Linked DNA regions of Mus musculus: all the other regions are linked to region 7. The links are chromatin contacts, called in public HiChIP or PLAC-seq and promoter capture Hi-C maps. All regions are on one chromosome and are shown on one strand. Each heading gives the region's core, a stretch centred on a gene start, on an enhancer-like site or on the middle of the called end of the contact. The rest is flanking DNA. Distances are from core to core; before and after follow the strand shown.

Region 1 (2,700 bases), core at 29-2,528, 1.7 Mb after region 7:
CTGGTTAGTGTAAATGGGCAATGAAAGCCAGCATACTTCCAAGACCGGAAGTCTCTCTTTATACATCTCTTTATATGCAGGTCCCCAAGCTCTTCAGGTTGGAAAGGCCACTTGTTTGAAGCTACAAATTGGTCACAGTTTGAAAGCCAGCAAGCTGGGACTGGAAGCACCGCTTAGATTTGTCTTTTGAACTGTTGATGAGAGGAGTGTGTTAAACTGAAAGGACCATTACAGGTCCCTGAGATTTATTTAATTCCCTCAGTAATGAGCCATTTTTATGTTCTTTAAAACCATGGTTAGAAACAGTTTATTGATCACAAATCATTCAGACTTGTTCATGAGAAGAATTCTGTAGGGGACATACATTAATCAACATGTTTCCTAACATATAGCGTACGGCGAGGGTGAGGACAGAATGTTTCGAAATATAAAGACCATGTTCATTTACATTTTTCCTGCAATTCAGATTTTTAAGGTGGTTCCCAGGCACCCCAGTCGTCTTCCTGCCGTGACTATGTGACTTTGAGGGATCTATGTTAGCTGCTTACCATGGTAAGGAGGGAGAGTAAATAAAACTCCAACCTTTGAGGTTGCAGCTTTGATGAGAGGTTGCTTAAACTCAGACCGAGATGAAGAGAACAGGGCTTGCACTGTATGGATCTATTAATATTAAGAGGATAAAGGGAGGAATGATGGAATAAAATATGAGTGGCATAAAGTGACATCAGCCAGAAGAGGAAGGCAAGGCTTTTAAATGCATGACTCTCATTGATGTTTGCTTGATTGAAATGTGACTTTGAGGTTTATTCATTTCAAACCAAGATGCAAGTACGTATTTCAGTCTTACTTAGGTAGGTTTCTTTTTCTTTTCTTTCTTTCTTTTTAATTTATTATTATTATTATTATTATTATTATTATTATTATTTTGGCACCGCACATAGCCAGTCATAGTAAAATTAAATTTACTTAAAAAATGATGGTTCACTTTCATGTCGTATATTCCCTAAACTCCCTGTCACGATCAAACTATTAAGCAGTATTTTGCCATGGCTTGTATATACATTAAAAACAAACAAAAAGAACAAAAGCCCCCCAAACTCCGAGGTTAAACCTTAACTGCCTGTGAAATAGAATCTGGTCATCTCTAATTTTGACAATGGACTTGTGGCAATATCATAAATGATTAACCAAATACCATTGTGTCTGTAGGAGGGCTGTGGCTTAGAGCTACCTTGTCTTCAGTTTTTTTTTCCTTTGAGGTGTTATCTTTCTCAGTTGATAACTAACCTTGTGTTTGTCATGGTAGGAGTGGCAATCTTGATTACCCTTCCTCATTTATGGGAGACGCAGCTGCCACCCTCCTGACTTTCTTTGATCAAATGTTTATGTGACACATAGTCTTCAAAGTGAAGACCCAGTGCCCCAAGTGAGGCTGGACTTCAGATCCACAGAGATGCCAGTGTCGAGCAGACATGGTGGCCCTCTTGTAATTCCAGCCACTTGGGAAGTTGAAAATTAGGATCCTTGAGTCAAGCTGGTTATCTAGACTAGAAGGATTGACAAGCTTAAGGTTCAGTGAGAGGCCCTCTATCAATGGGTGAAATGGAACATGGTTGAGGAAGACAACCATTGTCTATCCAAAGCCTTTATATCCACTTATATACACATGTGTCAATACATGTGAACACACATGCATACATTGTACATGTGTACTCCCCTCCCCTGAGGAGACATAGGAAGCTAGGAGAATATCTTTTTAGGAATAAATATCTTGTAGTTATGAGAACCAAAAAAATGGCTGAGACTTCTTGGTATAAAGAAGGCTTGGCATGAGAAGGAAGCCAAGCTGCACACAGTACTCTCTAAGTAATGCCGAGCTCAGACAGTGCTGAGACCTTGATGGTAGAAGGCTCTCTATCAGCATAAACTATGTGATTCTCAGTGACTATAGGACAAATATTGACCCCTAAAAGACAACTTTCCTAGCTCCCCATGTTTTCTTTGCATGTGGAAAGGAGGGCTAAGGATGGGCATAGGTGTGTGCATGGATGTATATGTGTATTCACATATGTGTATACAATTATATGTGAAGGCCCTAAGTGGATAGTGGGTGTTTTCTTTGATAATGAACAGCTTGGAGTTGGGGGCAGTTGTACATGAGAAGGATATAGTAATCTAATAGAAAACTGAGTGTTCCTCTAGGTGAGGGAGAGTGGCAGCCAAGCAGGCAAGTGAGGATAAAAGGCATGCCATTCAATTGTATATGCTAAGGAGGAAGGAAGAAAGGTGTCTCTGAGGACCTAATAGAATTTTGGAGTTCTGTTAGGGGTGGGGTGGCTGTAAGAGGATTTCAAAACAAATATGCAGGTTATATTTTCCTGCTTTCTGACACCATCTATTTCAGGCAACATGGCTGAATTTTCTTGTCTGTCAAGATGATCTCCGTTTATCTTGTAGTCTTTAGTATGTTTATGAATGTTAAAAACACTGTCATTACACTTAGCCACTTCCAGTCCAAACTGCTCTATTCCTGCCCTAATACCTATATGGATTCTCTGTCCTTGGAACATACCTTCTTTCAGTGATAAACTCTGCTGCTTCAATACTCTTCTCTGTGAACTTCTCTAAATGATATACCAATAGATATGTTTCCATTGACACAACACTCAAACACACAGTGAACTGATGTGTAGCAAAGGA
Region 2 (2,700 bases), core at 59-2,558, 1.3 Mb before region 7:
TCTGGCTTCTGCTACAGTATCAACACTCCTCTTAGATACCCTGTTTCCCTGTTTCATGGAGATAATAAAGCTTTGGATCTATAGGACTGGCCACTTCACGTGCTCCAGGAGTTCATAGATGGAGTAGGTATTGGGGTGGGCCAATTCAGAGCCCTGGATCTGGGCCTGGGTGGGAGCTGGGTTGGTCAGTTGGCCAGCTCTCCCACACTGTGCCCAGGCGAGTGTCAGGGCCAGCTCCCATGCCCCCAACACCAGGTCTCCCACATCCCCACTACCAGAGCCAGTTCTACTATGCTGTCCCAGGGCCAGTGCAGGCCATTTCAAAACTTCTCCATTTCAAAACTTTCAAACGTCACAATGCAAATCTCTGTCTTTTTGTCATTCAAGAATGGTGTGTAAAGCAGGGCCTTGCAAGCTCTGCGATTGACAACTTCACTCGTCAGGCTGTGCCCCAGGCTTGCCCAGACTGTATGCAGCATTCTAATCCTTTCTGTCGGTAAGGAGTGCAGAGAGAATGCATCTGAATGTGCTTATAATCGAGCTCTTTTACTTGGTTCCATAGCAGATGGGCTAGCATAGTAACCACTACACCTCACTACATTCTGTTACCCGGGATCAAGGTGGAGACCAGACCAGGGAGCACCTCATTTCAGAGAGAGCACCTGGGAGTCCTGGTTTGGGAGTCATGTCAAGACGGGCAGATGCAATAACTTCCCTATAGTGGGATCAATACACAAAGGACTCTGCAGACTGATATCCATTTGACCTATGATTGAGGAGGGTGACAACACAACACACACACACACACACACACCACACACTACACTCTAACACTACTCACATAACACACACTGCACACATGCACACTCACACACAACAGCACACACCATACACACACACTCACACAACACCACACACTTACACATGTACCACACACCACACATTCTCTCTCTCTCTCACACACACACACACACACACTCGCGCGCACACACACACTACACTCAAACACGTATACAACACACACAACACACAACACATACCACACACACACAACCCTACACATACACACAAAACACATACACACATACTTACAATGTATTGAAATTATAAACTTTATATCCAAGTCCTCCTTGCTAGGAATTGGTAACCTCATTAATCAGATATAGTTAGAAGGATTCTCCGAGATTCTAGGTCTACTCTTGATCTTCTTTGTCCAGCACCTACATTGTGCTCTGCTCCTCTGTTCCAGGCTGGTTTCTATGGGAACCGTCATCTCCTTGCTCTCTTCTTGTTCAAAGTCTAGATCTTACACACTGAGGTCACGTGGACCATTGTATTGTTTGAGTTTCTCTGCTCTACCCAACTCCCTAACCACACAGTATTACAGCTTAAAGTTGCTTGAGTCCCAAACTCTGCAAAATATCTGTCCCCAGAGAATAAATTTAGAGTTCTACTGTGCCCTGGGCTGAGCCTCCTGCTGGTTGCCTGCCACTATTACCGCTGGAGGTGGGGGGTGGGGGGAGAGGTGGGTCTGAGGAGTGGGGAGAGACCTGGACGAGGCGGCGGCATGCTTATTTTGGAGGTAAAAAGTCCCGAGTGGGAGTTTTTTCTCCTAGGGGGAAAATCCCTTTTCTATCTCAAAGCCTTTGCATTTCCTATTTCCTGTTATAAAATACAGAGGTTTTCCCAACTGTAGCATATAGAGTTCACTACTCCGACCTGCATACTGCTCCCAACCTGTCTGCAGGCAGGGAACGAAGTCTGAACTCCCTTCTTGAAGGGCGTGGCTCTCTGCGGGGCACCCGGGTCATGACAGTTGAAAAGGAAGGAGGAAACCACAAATACAGAAGTGTAGGCTGAGCGTTCACTGAGCAGATAAGGAAGGGGGCACTGGTCCAGAGGCACGGCCTGCAATGTGTGCAGAGGAGGCAGGGGCGTTCCTTTGTCTTGAGCAGAGCTGCTTCCCACCCCCTAACCCCCAGTTTGTTAGATTGGCAAGAAAGGGTCAGCTGCAGCAGGAGCAATGACATTGAAGTGGGCCTTTCTGTGCTACCTTGGGAACAAGTGTCTTGAGTGCTGACCAAATGAAGAGAGTATGGGTTGAATAACCAGGGTCTTAATGTAAAAAATGAAGCCATTGCTAAGATTCTGTGAGAGGAAAACGCCATAATGAGTAGAAATCCAGGTTCTTACCTGAGCTTCCGGGGTACTGATAGTTTTATCATTTTCGCTTCTGAAGCAGGAGCTGAATTTGAAATTGTTCTTGGATCCTTTTTTCTAAATTCAATTTTCAAAGAATAAGAATACAATAAAGTGATTTTTTAAAATCACTCTAGAAAATTACTCTTTAAAAAAAAAAAAATCCGTTCCTTGAGAAACATTCTATAATGAAAGCCACTGAAGGTCCGTAATCGCATGACCTAAGAGTCTCCTCCGTAGGCTGGAGAGATGGCTCAGCCGTTAAAGGCTAGGCTCACAACCAAAAATATAAGAATCTCCTCCATTTGGACAGAGAACTCGTTCAAGACAGAAATCTGTGCAGGAAATGCTTTGCCCCTCCAGACAAACAGAACTACAGCGGAACGGTTCCGGTTCCGGGTGCTTTTGTTGCTTTTGCCCAGATACAATTTTTCTTTTCTTTTTTGAGAAAAGGTCTCAATTTGTAGTCCAGGTTAGACTCTAACTCATATCCATCTGCCT
Region 3 (2,700 bases), core at 190-2,689, 1.7 Mb before region 7:
GACATACGATACAAAATTATATCCTGGGAGACAGCCGCCTGCGGTTTGGGAGACTTCTTTGAACCTCAGACTTATTTTTAAAAAACTAAGGATATGACACCATCCCTTAAGTCTCGGGATTCTGGTTCTCAAAGTGCTACGGTGTCTGCATAGAACCTAAGAACAGTGGAAATGGAAATGATGTCAAAAGGAGACTTTAAACATCGGAAAGATTTTTCCACAAAACAGCGCTCAAGCCAGAATGTGTAAGAATATGTTTTAGGGTGTGCTAGTCACAGAAAGCTGTGGTTTGCACGTACTATAAAATAACTAACTACCTCCTCCTTCAGTTCTGAATTTATTTCCCGCAGTCAGTCCCATTGAAACTATGCTATGCGCTCTCATTTTAACACAACACAGCGGAGCTTGAGAAGAATAATGGAAGTCCCCACCAATACTTAGAACCACCACACAGGACTCAGCCTTTCTGACCCAAGGAAGATCCCGAGTGAAAATCGGCGTCCTGTTTCCAGAAGTTGGTTGTGGATGCTACAACTGGTCTAACAGAAGAGCAGAGGGATATAGCAGGCAACTGTGCCTCCGGGCAACACACAAACAGCGCTGTCTGTGGTTCAAAGAGTGGGCAATGAATCCCGGGCCTCTTCCCAGTCACATAAACATGAACGTCAATGGGGCTTCTAAATAACTGTCTGGAAATACCACTACAGAGCCAAGCATGGGTGTTTTCTAAAGTTCCCGATACTTTCAAAAGCTGTGATAAATCTTTCAACTGCAATAAATTCACCTAAAGCCACGAGCACCACCTGTACCCTGACCTACGCCACCTAAAAGACTACAAACATCGCTGCGCTATCCTAAGACTAGCCGATTTTTTGTTTCCGCCTCCAAATGTCCTGTATTCTCTGGGGGAAGAGGACGGTATGTCAAGGTGACTATTTTAGCAGCCTGCTCCTGCTGGGAGAGGGGTAAGGACCCTGCAGGTCACCCGGTGCCGGCGCAGGAGGCGCCCACGCTCTCCCATGCCGGGTGCCGACCTGCTCGCTCTCGCCCCTCCCGGGTGTCGGGTCGCGGCAAGCACCGACCTACCAGCGACAGCACTTTGTAGGTGTTGGGGTCTTTGGCAGGGCGGGCACGCTCCGCCTTCTCCAGCGGCTCCTCTCCTAGGTCCATGGGCGCGAGCAGCGAAGCCGCGGCTGGTGACTCGAGCTCGCGACCGTTTCCCGCTGACCCGTGCCGGGGCCCGTGCCCTGCCTGGTCGCCGTCGCGCTCCATCGCCCCGCTCTGCCCCCGCGGGCCGAGCTTTAATAGGCTCGCAGCCCCGCCCCGCCCCGCGCCGCCCCCGCCAGACCCTTGGCTCCCAGCCCTCGGCCAGCGCTCCGGCCCGAGCCGCTCAACGCCCCGGGTATTTGGCTTCCTGTCTGATTTCGGGCCCTGGGCGCGTGGGCTATTTTGGGTCCCTGACGTGGGCGTGTCTTTAACTTCCACCCCAAACCCTGTCCCCGCCCGCGATCGTGGCACCCTACGAACCCTTGCGGAATCCCCCCGCGTAGCCCAACGAGGACTGGACTGGAATCGCTGTGTGGTCTGCAAAGAGTGTGAGATCTTGGAGCCCCAAAAGTGAGAGGATGCAGCGACCCCCGAGGTCTCAAAGGCCGGACACCGGTGGCCGGGAGCAGACCTGCTTTGACCAGGGAAATGCAAACGAGCGCGTGGGGAGGTGACTTTCTTTTTCTCCCACAAGTGCAAACGAAAATTCTCTACCTGGAGCTGCTAAACGTGGGGCACGGGGTTTACACAACACTGATGGGTTTGCACAAACACACATATGGGATGTGTGGCGTCCGGGGTTGCTATCCTATTATATTTACATATTAGCTATTTTAGACTTCCGGAGGCTTCCGGGTGTCTGTGTCTTGCTTCTCCGAAGTCAGCACTTTAATTGATGAGCAGAATCAAGACTCTAACTCTATGTGATGAGCTTATTTTTAAAACAGAACGTGAGCAGTAGGCTTTAATTCTTGATGGGATTTGTTTCACCTTTGATTCTTCAGCTTTACACTCCTTCCCATCAGCAAAACCACACCTCCCAGAACCCAAAAGCAGAAGCAATGTGACTGAACACAGTGACTAAGAAAAATCACAAATTAACAAGACATCCCTTACCTGCTTTGTTTATATACATCACATTATATCACATTCACTTTTGAAGTTTAACGGGTGTAAATTGGGTTTGTCCCCTCTCAAACTGTCAGCACGGACTGGGGAGGGCAATCAACAGGTAAAGTTCTGGTATTCGCAAGCATGAGATTCTAAGGGCAAATCCCAGACTCCAAAAACCCTGTAGCCTGAGCTTGTAATCCCAAAGTAGGAGGCAAAGGCATATGGATCCCAGGGATGGCCAGCCAGCCAGCCTAGCCTATTTGCTAAGTTCAAGGCTAATAAGAAAGGGTCCCAGAAAAAGGTGAGCTGGGCTTCAGACGAATGACAACCATTGGTAGTTCTGACTTCCACTTTCATGCATGTGTGCAGATACAAACCGGAACACAGACATACAGAGAGAGAGAGACACACACACAGAGAGATAAAGAGAGGTAAAAATAAATTAAAACAATGTGAACACTTTCAATTTGTTCTGACTTCATTCATTCAGACATTTAATAATGAATCAACATTTTGAATGCCATATGTATTAAAATGTGA
Region 4 (2,700 bases), core at 135-2,634, 1.5 Mb before region 7:
TCCACAAGCCCCAGGCCCCATTGAAACCCAGTGTCTCTAGAGAAAGAGTAGGAAGTGTCCTGGGGAAAGAAACCTGAGCCTGTGTGCCTGCCCACAGGTGCCTCAGGAAGAAAAAGAAAAGAACAATCTAAAAATACATTTAGGACCCAGATTTAGCTCCCAAGGGGTTTGATTCCTTGAGTGACAAACTAAGACAAAGGTAAGGGCAAGAAAGCCGCAAGGAGGGCTGTGTAAGTCCTGGAAAGATAAACTCTGAGGAGCTACTGAGGATTTGTTGTCCTCACGGGTCATAGCTACAAACTGCTTGACCTTTCTTGGGAAACAGAAAGGAGAGCTGACATATGTTAGCCCGAGGAATCTGAGAGCAGCTGCAGCCAGCCAGATGTGAAAAAAAATACTGCATTTGGTTTTGGCTGGAGGTGCTGGGTGAGTAGTCAGGCAGGAGACATCCAAAAAGAAGTCGGAGATGATGGTGGCTTGGGTTGGGGGAAGGTATCATTTAACATCTCAGGGGAACACACAGATTGCCTAAAGAAAAGATCACTGGGTAAGAAGGATGTAGAGTGAGGTCTTGAGTAACATTCAATGAAGATAAAGATAAGTCCGTCAAAAAGCAAGTATGTCTTGGAAACGAGCGTTTCAAGATTATCCAGGAAGCAGGGGGAGAGAACGTTTTAAAAAAGAAAGAAAAAGATAAAACCCTCAACAACATTCATGTATTGTTAGGGACATTCAGATAGGAAACAGGGGAGGGGGGTGGATTAGTCTCTAAAGGAGCACTTAATTCATATGGGGGGGGGGAACAGAGCAAAGTGAGGAAGGAAGCAAAAGAAGTAATCTCCACATGGTAAATAAACAGAATGAAATGTTGATAAAGATCAACAGATCCTTAAGACGTATGTGTCAAGTGATTTCAGTTGCTAAATTCTTGCTCGTACAGTATTCGTACCAGTCAAAAATTGCTTGCGCTCTAATTATAAACACGTGGAAAACAAAATCAGTCCAGCACGGTCTCAGATTTCTGTCAGAAATGCTGGACACAATAACTTAGCATTCTAACCTAAATTGCAACACAAACAAACCTAATGCTGGACACAATTACTTCACATTCTGACTTAATAGCGACACAAGCAAGCCTAAGTGGGAAGGCAGGCACTTCAATCTGCCACCAAGCTTGTAAGACTAAAATGAACAGTTTTGCTTACCACACAAAGGATCTTGTATTTCTTGAGACTGTCTTTCTTAATGGGCTCCTCTGTGGCTAATGCTAGCCTGGAATCCATTGTTCCCGTAGCTGTGTAAACCTGTCTAGCCAGAAAATAAGGCTCTTTCTTCCCTCTGGGGAGGGAAAAAGGAACTGTCCTGCCTGCCCCAGCTGTGACTGACTTTTAAATCCGGGAGAAAAGCAGAGCTCTGTAGCGATTGGTCAATTGAAGAGGGAAAAGCCTTGTTAACAAACAGCGTTGCCCACAGAATAAAGTCCATTTCTCTCTCGGACATTGTGGACAGCAGTTCTTTACAGCTTTAGAAGTAATAATGCATACTAATCGGGATATGTAGATAGCAAGAATAGAATATTAATCACACTTATAAAAAGCTACTCATTTGTTTTGTTTTTGTCTGTGGAAAGAACTTGTGTCACTTCTTATCTCCTAAGCACCAGGATTACATCATGTGTCCCCCAATTTACAAATTGCTGGGAACTGAATCCATGGCTTCATACCAGCTGAGCTCCACCCCAGCTCGGTTGCTTTCTGGGTTTTGTTTCTGTTTGTGTGTTTGGCAGTATCATATACCATGTTAGTCAGAGTGGTTTTCCAAGCCCTCCTATCTCAATCTTCCAAAGGCTGACAAGAAGCCCTGTACAGGGAGTTTGTACATCCATATAGATGTCATGCTGCAGTTGCAAGCTAGTACATTTATTAAAGGACTGGAGGACTGGAGAGACAGCTCAGCAGTCATGAGCTCTTGCTTGCTTCTGCAGAGAAAGTTCAGATCTCAGCACCTCTGTCAGGCTGCTCAGCAGTTCCAGCTCCGGGGACCCGATTTCCTCCTCTGTCCTCCAAGGCCCCCTGCACTCATACACACACACACACCCCGCCCCCAACATACACACACACACACAATATACATTAAGTAATTAAAACAAAATAAAATGTGTTTGATTATAATAGAAATTCTGAAACTACTATAAAGATTTTTTTAATTATGAGAGGAGTGTATCTTACATTTTAGAATGTCTACAGTTTAAGAATTATTTTAAAGCAAACGACAAAATAGTATGTGTGGTGGTTTGATAGGAAGGGCTCCCATAAGCTTATATATTTGAGTGCTTAGTCACCAGAGAGTGGCGCTATTTCTAGGAATCAGATGGATTAAGAGGTGTAGTCTTGTTGGAAAAAGTGTGTCCCTTGAGGGTGGGATTTGAAGTTTCAAAAGTCCACTGTCTCCTCCCCCTCTTCCCCCACCCCCCTCTCTCTCAGTCTCAGTAGATAGATGGAGAAATAAATAGATAGATAGGTAGGTAGATAGATAGATAGATAGATAGATAGATAGATAGATAGATAGATAGATAGATAGAGGGATGGATAGATATATTCCTACCTATGGATCAGGATGCAAAACTCTCCAAAGCTACTTCTCCAGTACTGTCCAGTACTGTCTTCTCCAGTACTGTGCTCCCAGGCAAGATGATAATAG
Region 5 (2,720 bases), core at 50-2,549, 1.5 Mb before region 7:
CCTAACCCAAACCCTAGCACACCTAACCCTAACCCCAGGTCCAATCTGAAACCTAACCCAACACTTCTTCCTGGCAGATAGTCTCAGGGGCGTCCCATCTCTCGCCATGAGAAATAGAAGGATCAAATATTCAAGGTCACTCTGCTACATAGTAAGTTCATGGTCAACTTGGGATACAAAATACCCTGTCTCAAAACTATAAAATAAAATGAAGACGCCATGGAAACTCAAGATGGTCCTTACACGATTCCCCAGAAGCCCCTCTAATTCTCCAACATTGTGTTAAATTTAAATATTTTATTGGGAGGGTACTACACTGGTATGCCTTTTTGTAAGTCATCTATGCTTGAGGTAGGAGTTCCTAGTAATGAGGGTACCCGAGTCACGTGCTTCTATAAGAAACTATAATAAGCTCATTGTTTTACCAAGCTGGATTTGAATGAGATTTTTTTTTTTTTGAGGCAGGGTTACTCTGTGTAGCCTTGGCTGTCCTGGAACTCACTTTGTAGACCAGGCTGGCCTTGAACTCAGAAATCCACCTGCCTCTGCCTCCCAAGTGCTGGGATTAAAGGCGTGCACCATCACCGCCCGGCAAGATCCTTTCTTTAATCTGTCAATGTCCTCTATTTAGGGTTTATAAACATTTATTTACATCTCCCCAAAGAGGGAAAAGTCCTGTGAGAACTTATCTCCAGTCATGAAAACCAATTAAAAAAATATGGACTTAAATACCAAAGCTAGAACAAAGTTTCTGGAAGAAAACATTGACGAATAGCCTTTGGATAGACAAAAATTTCTTCATACTAAGACAATAAAAAAAAAAGTTTTCAGAAATTTACCAGGATGATGGGAAAATTGTTTTAAAATGATGTACTTAGTACCGCCACTTATTTGCGAATTAACAATAAAGGGTTTATTCTTTTTTTTTTTTTCAACATTCAATAAACGATGACGACACGCCCATCACTGTGCTAGCAACTGAGGGTACCATAGTGAAGACATGGGTCCTATTGGGCAAGAATAACGTGGTATCAACTGCTTCACGAGGTCAGCTCTTGACAGTCACCCACTTGGTTCTGGCCACAGCCCTTGTGATTCGGATCTGCAAATGAAACTCCAAACAGGTCGCAGTTCCGGCTCCAGCCAGGAGAGGGTGGCCTTGCCCGGGATCAAGCAGCGCTGTCAGCTTACGGGGTCACCTCTACGAGCGGAACCAACAGGCTGAGATACAGATTTCAGAGGGGCTGGTAACGGGTAAGCACCGGGCGGGCTCATTCGCCTGGCACCGAAGGAAGTAACAGAGCAAGAGAGAGCGGCGGCTTCCTGCTGGTGGCTCCGCCCCTCCGCTCCATTCTTTCCCGACCCTGGCTCTCACCCGTCTGTCGCCGGGTTCCCCGGGAGCCCGGGGCTCGATGGTACCGATGGAGACGCAACTGCAGAGCATTTTCGAGGAGGTGGTGGTGAGTGCCACTGTCCGTAAGCCAGAGCCATGGCTCCGGGAAGTGCAGGCTGCGTGCGGCTCCAGGCTGCGGGCCTGGGCCAGCTCCTTTCCCGCCCCTATGTTGACATAGGCGTCTGAACCGGGGTGGCGGTCCCCCCATCCCCGGACTGCTGCCAGATCTAAGAAAGTGCTGTTAGTTCCCGCCGCGGTCCCCATAAAAGTGTCGTGCTCTATCTGTATTGCCCGGGAATATTTCTCTCGGGGACATCTCCCACCCCGCCCCCTTTTAGTAGTCAGATCGTTTACTAGTTTTTGTTTGTTTGCAGAAAACAGAAATTATAGAAGAGGCCTTCCCAGGGTGAGTATGTGGCAGGCAGATCTTTGTGTGTGTGTGTGTGTTTTTTTAATTGTTGTTTGTAGATTTATCTTTGTTAGATTCCACTTAAGTTGGTTTTGAGGAGTTAAAAAAAATCTACCTTGCAGGATGTGTACCTGTTTAAAACTAGCAGCAGATAATGTGATTTTTGTTTTTTCAGAATGTTTATGGATACCCCCGAGGATGAAAAAACAAAACTAATTAGCTGCTTGGCGGCCTTCCGGCAGTTTTGGAGTGGACTTTCTCAGGTGAGACATTTCATGTTGAACATCCACTTAATGACGTTTGACGCCTTCCTTTTTACTTTTTACATCTTCTTTGATCTTTTTCTTAAGATCGTTTAGGAAAGGGAAAAATAAGACTGCTGTCATTTTATGTAAATGTACTTACTGGAGAACCTGTGTTAAAAGTTCAAGGTAATAAGATTGCAGTGGGAAATGTTTTAAAAATTTCCTTCTATGTTATATTATGTAAGGTAGTTTTTATCCTCTTTGTATAAATTGGCTTTGAATGGAAACAGATATGCTAAACTTTTCTCGTAAAAGAAAAATGTCACTATTCAAAAAATGGCCCAGTATTTATAAATATGTCCTCATAAAGACACTGTGATAGAGTCCCCACTAGAGTAGTATTTCTCATGATGCACTGTAGACAGAGAAGTGAGCCGCTGGGCTTTCTGTGCCTGTGAGCTAGTATAAAATTTGCCACCCAGTTATGGATCCTAAAGGCAATATGTTCATGTTTTAAACTTTCTATTTTCAACAGGTCATGCTTTGACGTGAACCTGAAATATATAAGGCAAGCGTGACCAAGCTCCACACGCTGGCCGTCTTCCTGATCTAGCTCAGCCACCTGCCCTTCCTGTCTGAAGCCAGCATCCTAGTTTGTGTTCCCAGAACTGTT
Region 6 (2,722 bases), core at 74-2,573, 1.7 Mb before region 7:
CATCACGTGATTCATCTCGAAGAAGCCTTTTGGTTCTGTCAGCTTTTCATGGGACAGCGACGGATAGGATGATTGTGGCGACACAGCACTGTTAGTTCTCTGAACCTGAGCCTAGTTTCATCCCATGACCTTGGATTTCACAGACAGGAAGTAGTGGGGAAATATTTCTCCTCCCTGGGAAGATACCCAGAAGCAGATGACAGCTGGCTTGTCCCAGCTGCTGTCTGGTTGCTGCTAGCTCTTTGCCTCTTTCCAGAAGGTCTGGTGTGACTCGGTGGGTGTGATAACCCAGGCACTTGCACACACGGCCACCTTTGTCAAGTGTGTGCAACTCTGCCAGCAGTGTGCTGCAGCTCTGTGGTGTGCTTTGTGTGAGAAGGCAAAGCCCAGTAAAGGCTTTTTTCCCTCCTCCATCAGAGGGCAGCAGGCTTTCTCCAGGGTGGAGTCACGGAACCAATTGTAAAAGGCCCTTGAAAGGCAACTTTACTCTTTTTAACTTAAAAAATATTCTGATTGTGCACCAGTACAGTATCTATAAATAAACTTCTTTTTAAAAGTAACCCACTAAAGCTGGAGCCGTGGAAGGCTTGCTTTTGAAATCCCAGCACATGGGAGGTAGAAGGGTCCTGAGTTTCTTCAGAGGAAATGAGGGCAGCCTGGGCTACAAGAGACCTTGACTCAAAAAAAAAAAAATAGTCAGAATTAAATGAATACAGAAATTGAAAATACCAACCGTATTTCCCGTGCAATTGTGCCCTAACCTTCCTGCAATGTGTGTGCCCTCAAGTGGATGTTTTGGTAGGAATGACCCAATGTTATCTGCTCACTGGGCATGCTTTGAAGGTCTGTCCTAGACAGAAATGGATGTAAAGTTTGTTTCTGCTTTTAGTAACTTGTGACTTTGGCAACATGACAATAAATATCTGAAAAATTATATGTCAATGTGAAAACATGCTTGTAACCACTGGGAAAAGTTTGCTGCACTACTGACCTACAGTCCCCGTGAAACAGAACACTTGCAGACCATAAACCTTATCAGCTCCGGGAACCAGTTCAAAGGCTATAGTCATATCAGGCTCAGCATAGAGTCCAGGCAGGGAAGTGTCTGTGGCCGGTCTGTCCTCGTCAGCATCTGTTGTCTTAGGAAGTTTGTGGTGATGACGTTCTCTTTAAGAAGAGATCATGGCAGATCCCTGGGCCCCTGTAGGAGCTAATAATCTTTTACACTGATAACCACATCACCCCGTGGTTTGTATGTGATGTCTTCCCCATAGGCTTGTATTTGAACACGTGGCCCCACCTCACGGTGCTGTTTGGGAAAGTCATGAAGCCTGCAGGAGAGACTGCGCTTGAACAGGGGGAAACATGGGGGCGGGCCTTGAGGTTTTGTAGCCTGATCCCTACTTCCTGTTTTCTCTCTCCTTCCTTACCGCCAGTGACAGCCTTCTGCCCCTGCTTCCAAGCTTTTCTTGCCATAATGCACTGTATTCCCTTGTCACTGAAGGCATCTCCTTGCTGGAATGTGTAAAGCCATTGTGGGGTCCACTTAAATCCAACAGAGCTCAAAGACCAGGTCAGTGCAGATGACAAAAAAATGTATTGTAATCACGCTGTTACTGATCCATCCGGGCCAGAGAACAGACTCTAGAGCCGAACTGCATCCGTGAAGCGAAGTTGTACAGCACATTTAAGGATGAGACCACAAACTGAGGAGGAACGGGGTGGGCTGTAGCACCGTCCAATCATATTTTGACACGGGGCTGGGCAAGGGAGTCTCCACTGTGGTTTTGCCCTGACTCGGGGCCAGCAAGTTACAGGAAACAAGTCAACACTCCTGGGCCACCTGGTTTCAAGGCCTTTGACTCAGAGCCTTGGTAGTCAGACCTCATCCTGGATATTTGATGTGTAACTCAAGATGATAAGAGAACAAGGGAGTCGGTTGTAGACCTGGGACCATGAACTCAGTTTGATCCCGCCAACAAGATGGAGAAGTTGTCCCTGTGGTGGCTGGATGCAGACAACTGTCTCCTTACAAGCAATGAAGCACTCCTGAAACTACTTTCTTTCCTGTGGTGGCTGTAGACACTGCCACTAGCAAGCACGTACTTCGTATTGTAGCTATGTCTGAGTACAGCTTCTTTTCTTTTCTTTTTAAAGATTTATTTATTTATTATATGTAAACACACTGTAGCTGTCTTCAGACACCCCAGAAGAGGGCATCAGATCTCATTATGGATAGTTGTGAGCCACCATGTAGTTGCTGGGATTTGAACTCAGGATCTTTGGAAGAGCAGCCCATGCTCTTAACTGCTGAACCATCTCTTCAGCCCCCTAAGTACAACTTCTTGATACATAGTACCTTCTATACAGCCACACAAGAAGTACCAGGAGCCTTACGTGGGGCGTGTATTGTATGTTATTTTACATCTTGAAGGGTCTGACAGACCTTATTCTTACAGCAGTGGTTCTCAAGTTTTCTAATGCTGTAGCCCTTTAATGCAGTTCTTCATGCTGTAGTGACTCCCCCAACCATAAAATTATTTTCTTTACTAATTCATAACTATAATTTTGCTACTGTTATGAATCATAATGTAAATACCTGATATTTAGGATATCTGATATCTGAACACCCCACCACCACCACCACCACCAACCCCCACCCCACCCCCAACCCCCACCCCACCCCCCGCAAAGGGACCTGCAGTTTGAGAACCAATGTTCC
Region 7 (2,700 bases), core at 144-2,643:
TTTTTTTCAGTTTTTTGCAAAGTGCTAAGCACAGGTTTCATTTTGACTTTTCCTTAACATTCCGAATTAAGCTACCTGCTATGAGTCGTAAGAGGGGAAATAAAAAAAAAAAAAAACGGAGGTACAGATGATGGTAAACAGAAGACAAACTTTCTTATCTAGGGAGTGTCAATCTCAAATCTCAGAATAAAAAGCTTTGGTTTTCTTACTGTATGCAAGAAAGGATGGAAATCACAGGGTCCGCAAGCTTAGACGTCATTGTTCTCTGATTTACAAAACTTCTATTTCGGACTAGCATCCTTTCTCACATCTGGCTGCAACTCAGGTCTTCTAATTACTTCCACGTCTAAACGGACTGCATGTAGCTACAAGTAAAGGCCAAACTTTGGTCTTGTCTCTCGAACTTAAGATGCGTTTAACCACTAGAGGTCCCCCCTTGGCCAGTTTTGCAGGCTCACTATTTTGCTGCACTTGAAACTTTCCGGCTCTCTACTCGAGTCAGTGTTTTTCTAAAAACTTGCGCAAAAATCCACGCAACCGAGGTAGCCAGTACAGAGCTTCCCGGGCTCCCCACACCAATAAAGGCATCATAACCAACCACCTACGAAAATTGAAATGAAAATTCAACTCACTCATCCCAGGCGACGCACCTCCCCCCCCCCCCCACACACACACACACTCAAACCGGTTTCTTATTTCTCGTCTCAGTTTCCCTTAACTTAGAACAATTCTTTAACATCTATTTTTGTTCCTGGGCACTTTGGATGATCTTAAATGCATGCTTTTGGCGGTAGCCCCAAGGTGGCAAAGGAGCGGGCCAAGGGATGCAGAAGGCGGGGGGGATGGGCCCAGCAAACTGCGCCCGAGAAAGTTGCATAAGGAAAGAGACTCCGTTTTTCGGGTCCCCCCCCCCTAAAAAAACAAAAAAAAGAAGAAAAATAAATCAGCGGGGAAAGGAGAGGAAAAGGAAGCTGGGCGGTGGCTGCAGGAGGACAGAGAAGGAAAAACCAAAGCGAGTTTACCTTCGTGTCCCCGTGGAAGGGTGGGGCAAGAGCCCTGACCCACGCGACCCGGCAGTGCGGCTGGATCTCCCACCCGTTTGGTCGGAGCGCGGACGGACAGACAGACACCACGGCCGGACGCGAAGAAAGCCGCCACGCTGGTCAACTTTCTCTCACGGCCCCGCGGTGGGCCGTGATCGGATCAGATCCGATCGTGAGGTTCGGGTCCTAGAAACCCCCACACACATGCACTTTTTTGCCTTTTGGATTTTTTTTTCCTTTTCTCTTTTTCCCTTTTTCTATTCTCCCAAGAAGGCGATTAAAGTTTTCCCTCCGCCAGTGCGCCCCTGGCCCCGCCGCTCTCAAGTTTGCCTCCTCCTCCGGCCGGCGGCTGGCTGGCTGGCGGGGCGCGCGGCGGATGCCTCCGCTCCTGCGCTTCCCGATCCCCACCCCCGCCGGCCTCTACTTCCCCCGCCCCGCCGCCGCTGCGCGAGGCCGGCCCCGCCGGGCCCAGGACGCGAGCGTGGACCAGACAGTAGCCCATGAGCGCAGATCGGCGCACGCACGGGTGGCGAGGCGGACCCCGGCCGCCGGCCTCGGCCACCCGGGGCGGCGGTAAACAAGTTGCAGGCTCCACGGCCCCCGCCGCAGCCCGCCACCGCCTCGCCTCGCCTCGCTCGCACGCCCGCGCCCGCACCGGCGGCGCTGCGCGGAGAAGATCGCCGCGACGGTGCGGGTGCCCGGCCCGGCCCCGCGTCCTCCACCCCGCGGGGACGGCAGTGTCGAGCCCGCGCCGCCGCGTTCCCTAAAAGCACTTTCCTGCTTCCAGCAGGAGGAAAAAAAAAAAAAAAATCCAGCGGAGGCTTTATTTCTTTCTTCTTCTTCTTCTTCTTTTTTTTTTTCCGTGCAACTTTCCCAAAATGGCGGAAATTGGAGGCGATCTCTAGGAAATTCTCCCACAGTCGGCGGCGGGGAGCGGGGAGGTGGCGAGCGGGGAGAGCACACACGCAAACTCTCGGCCGCCGGCCCCGCCGCGGCTCGGGTGTGCGTGCGGGTGCGGGTGCGTGTGCGCGGTGCGAGTCGCGGAGGGAGGCCTCTCGGCGCGCGCTCACACTCACACCGACACACACTCACCGACACATACACAGACACACACAGCCACAGAGACACACACTCACACACACATACACACACACACACATACACACTCACACACATACACACACACACACACACACACACACACACACACACACGGCCGCGCCAGCGAGACGCGCCTCTGCCACATTCAACCAGTCGGTTCTCCGCAGCCGAGCTGGCTGGCGAGCAAAGTGGCCCGGCCTCTTTTCCCACTGCCTCGGTCTCCCGTACTTGGACTTGTCGCGCTCGCCCGCCCGCCCGCTCGCTCGCCCGCCCGCCCGCTCGCTCACCCGGTGCGCGCTCGGCACAAAGGCCACACGGGCGGAGGGGGCCGCAGGGGCGGCGCGCCGGGGCTCGCGTCCTCCCGCCGCCGCACCGATCGTGCCCGCGGTCCCCTCCCGAAGCCGCCCCCTCCCCCCCTTAGGCTCAGGCCGACCGCGCTCGGCGCCCCCGGGGAGGCTGCGGCTCCGCCGCGTTTCCCCCCCACCGCCGCCCCGGACTCGCAGCCCCGCGGTGCCGCGCTCCCCCCCCCCCCCCCAGCGCCGCCACCCAGCACCCG

Evidence for each region. Promoter capture Hi-C pulls out the DNA fragments that hold promoters and counts their contacts. HiChIP or PLAC-seq counts read pairs in DNA pulled down with a chosen protein or histone mark.
Region 1: an H3K27ac HiChIP or PLAC-seq map of extraembryonic endoderm stem cells shows a contact between it and region 7, with 9 times the contacts expected there. The contact joins the enhancer-like site here to the promoter of L3mbtl3 in region 7. A contact is called at or near these places in 1 of 39 promoter capture datasets (the 3T3-L1 cell line) and 1 of 115 datasets of contacts at active chromatin or transcription factors (extraembryonic endoderm stem cells).
Region 2: a contact with region 7 is called in a FOXA1 HiChIP or PLAC-seq map of pancreatic cancer cells. The contact joins the enhancer-like site here to the promoter of L3mbtl3 in region 7. A contact is called at or near these places in 3 of 39 promoter capture datasets (the C10 cell line, hippocampal neurons and pre-B cells) and 1 of 115 datasets of contacts at active chromatin or transcription factors (pancreatic cancer cells).
Region 3: a contact with region 7 is called in a promoter capture Hi-C map of pre-B cells, with 2.5 times the contacts expected there. The contact joins the promoter of Enpp1 here to the promoter of L3mbtl3 in region 7. A contact is called at or near these places in 2 of 39 promoter capture datasets (hippocampal neurons and pre-B cells) and 1 of 115 datasets of contacts at active chromatin or transcription factors (thymic regulatory T cells).
Region 4: a contact with region 7 is called in a promoter capture Hi-C map of hippocampal neurons, with 10 times the contacts expected there. The contact joins the promoter of Enpp3 here to the promoter of L3mbtl3 in region 7. A contact is called at or near these places in 3 of 39 promoter capture datasets (hippocampal neurons, liver and pre-B cells), 1 of 115 datasets of contacts at active chromatin or transcription factors (thymic regulatory T cells) and 1 of 9 other capture datasets (liver).
Region 5: a promoter capture Hi-C map of pre-B cells shows a contact between it and region 7, with 12 times the contacts expected there. The contact joins the promoter of Med23 here to the promoter of L3mbtl3 in region 7. A contact is called at or near these places in 2 of 39 promoter capture datasets (hippocampal neurons and pre-B cells), 1 of 484 Hi-C or Micro-C datasets (uterus), 3 of 115 datasets of contacts at active chromatin or transcription factors (astrocytes, forebrain and large pre-B cells) and 1 of 9 other capture datasets (liver).
Region 6: a contact with region 7 is called in an H3K27ac HiChIP or PLAC-seq map of thymic regulatory T cells, with 10 times the contacts expected there. The contact joins the enhancer-like site here to the promoter of L3mbtl3 in region 7. A contact is called at or near these places in 2 of 39 promoter capture datasets (hippocampal neurons and pre-B cells), 1 of 484 Hi-C or Micro-C datasets (CD4 T cells), 2 of 115 datasets of contacts at active chromatin or transcription factors (pro-B cells and thymic regulatory T cells) and 1 of 9 other capture datasets (liver).

The regions. Positions count from the first base shown.
Region 1 is chr10:28,097,868-28,100,567 of GRCm38.p6, forward strand. The region is part of intron 1 of Ptprk (protein tyrosine phosphatase, receptor type, K); the gene reads left to right. Among named protein-coding and RNA genes, the nearest start is that of Ptprk, 24 kb to the left of the region's middle. Within about 2 kb of position 1,279, at least 11 of the 459 cell types and tissues checked have an H3K27ac peak or open chromatin away from gene starts, as enhancers often do. A contact at or near this core is called in extraembryonic endoderm stem cells, where this site is marked.
Region 2 is chr10:25,117,448-25,120,147 of GRCm38.p6, forward strand. All of the region lies in intron 1 of Gm51762 (a long non-coding RNA gene), which reads left to right. Among named protein-coding and RNA genes, the nearest start is that of Gm51762, 31 kb to the left of the region's middle. Within about 2 kb of position 1,309, at least 126 of the 459 cell types and tissues checked have an H3K27ac peak or open chromatin away from gene starts, as enhancers often do. A contact at or near this core is called in pancreatic cancer cells and pre-B cells, where this site is marked.
Region 3 is chr10:24,710,720-24,713,419 of GRCm38.p6, forward strand. It overlaps Enpp1 (ectonucleotide pyrophosphatase/phosphodiesterase 1), which reads right to left and starts at 1,440. Exons shown (of 25, transcript NM_008813.4): 1 at 1,087-1,440. The coding sequence starts at 1,272.
Region 4 is chr10:24,834,811-24,837,510 of GRCm38.p6, forward strand. Enpp3 (ectonucleotide pyrophosphatase/phosphodiesterase 3) reads right to left here and starts at 1,385. Exons shown (of 25, transcript NM_134005.2): 1 at 1,206-1,385. The coding sequence starts at 1,283.
Region 5 is chr10:24,868,687-24,871,406 of GRCm38.p6, forward strand. Med23 (mediator complex subunit 23) reads left to right here and starts at 1,300. Exons shown (of 30, transcript NM_001166416.1): 1 at 1,300-1,460; 2 at 1,768-1,799; 3 at 1,978-2,065. The coding sequence starts at 1,413.
Region 6 is chr10:24,634,343-24,637,064 of GRCm38.p6, forward strand. No RefSeq gene overlaps it. Among named protein-coding and RNA genes, the nearest start is that of Gm15270, 40 kb to the left of the region's middle. Within about 2 kb of position 1,324, at least 157 of the 459 cell types and tissues checked have an H3K27ac peak or open chromatin away from gene starts, as enhancers often do. A contact at or near this core is called in thymic regulatory T cells, where this site is marked.
Region 7 is chr10:26,372,679-26,375,378 of GRCm38.p6, forward strand. It overlaps L3mbtl3 (L3MBTL3 histone methyl-lysine binding protein), which reads right to left and starts at 1,394. Exons shown (of 22, transcript NM_001359254.1): 1 at 1,023-1,394.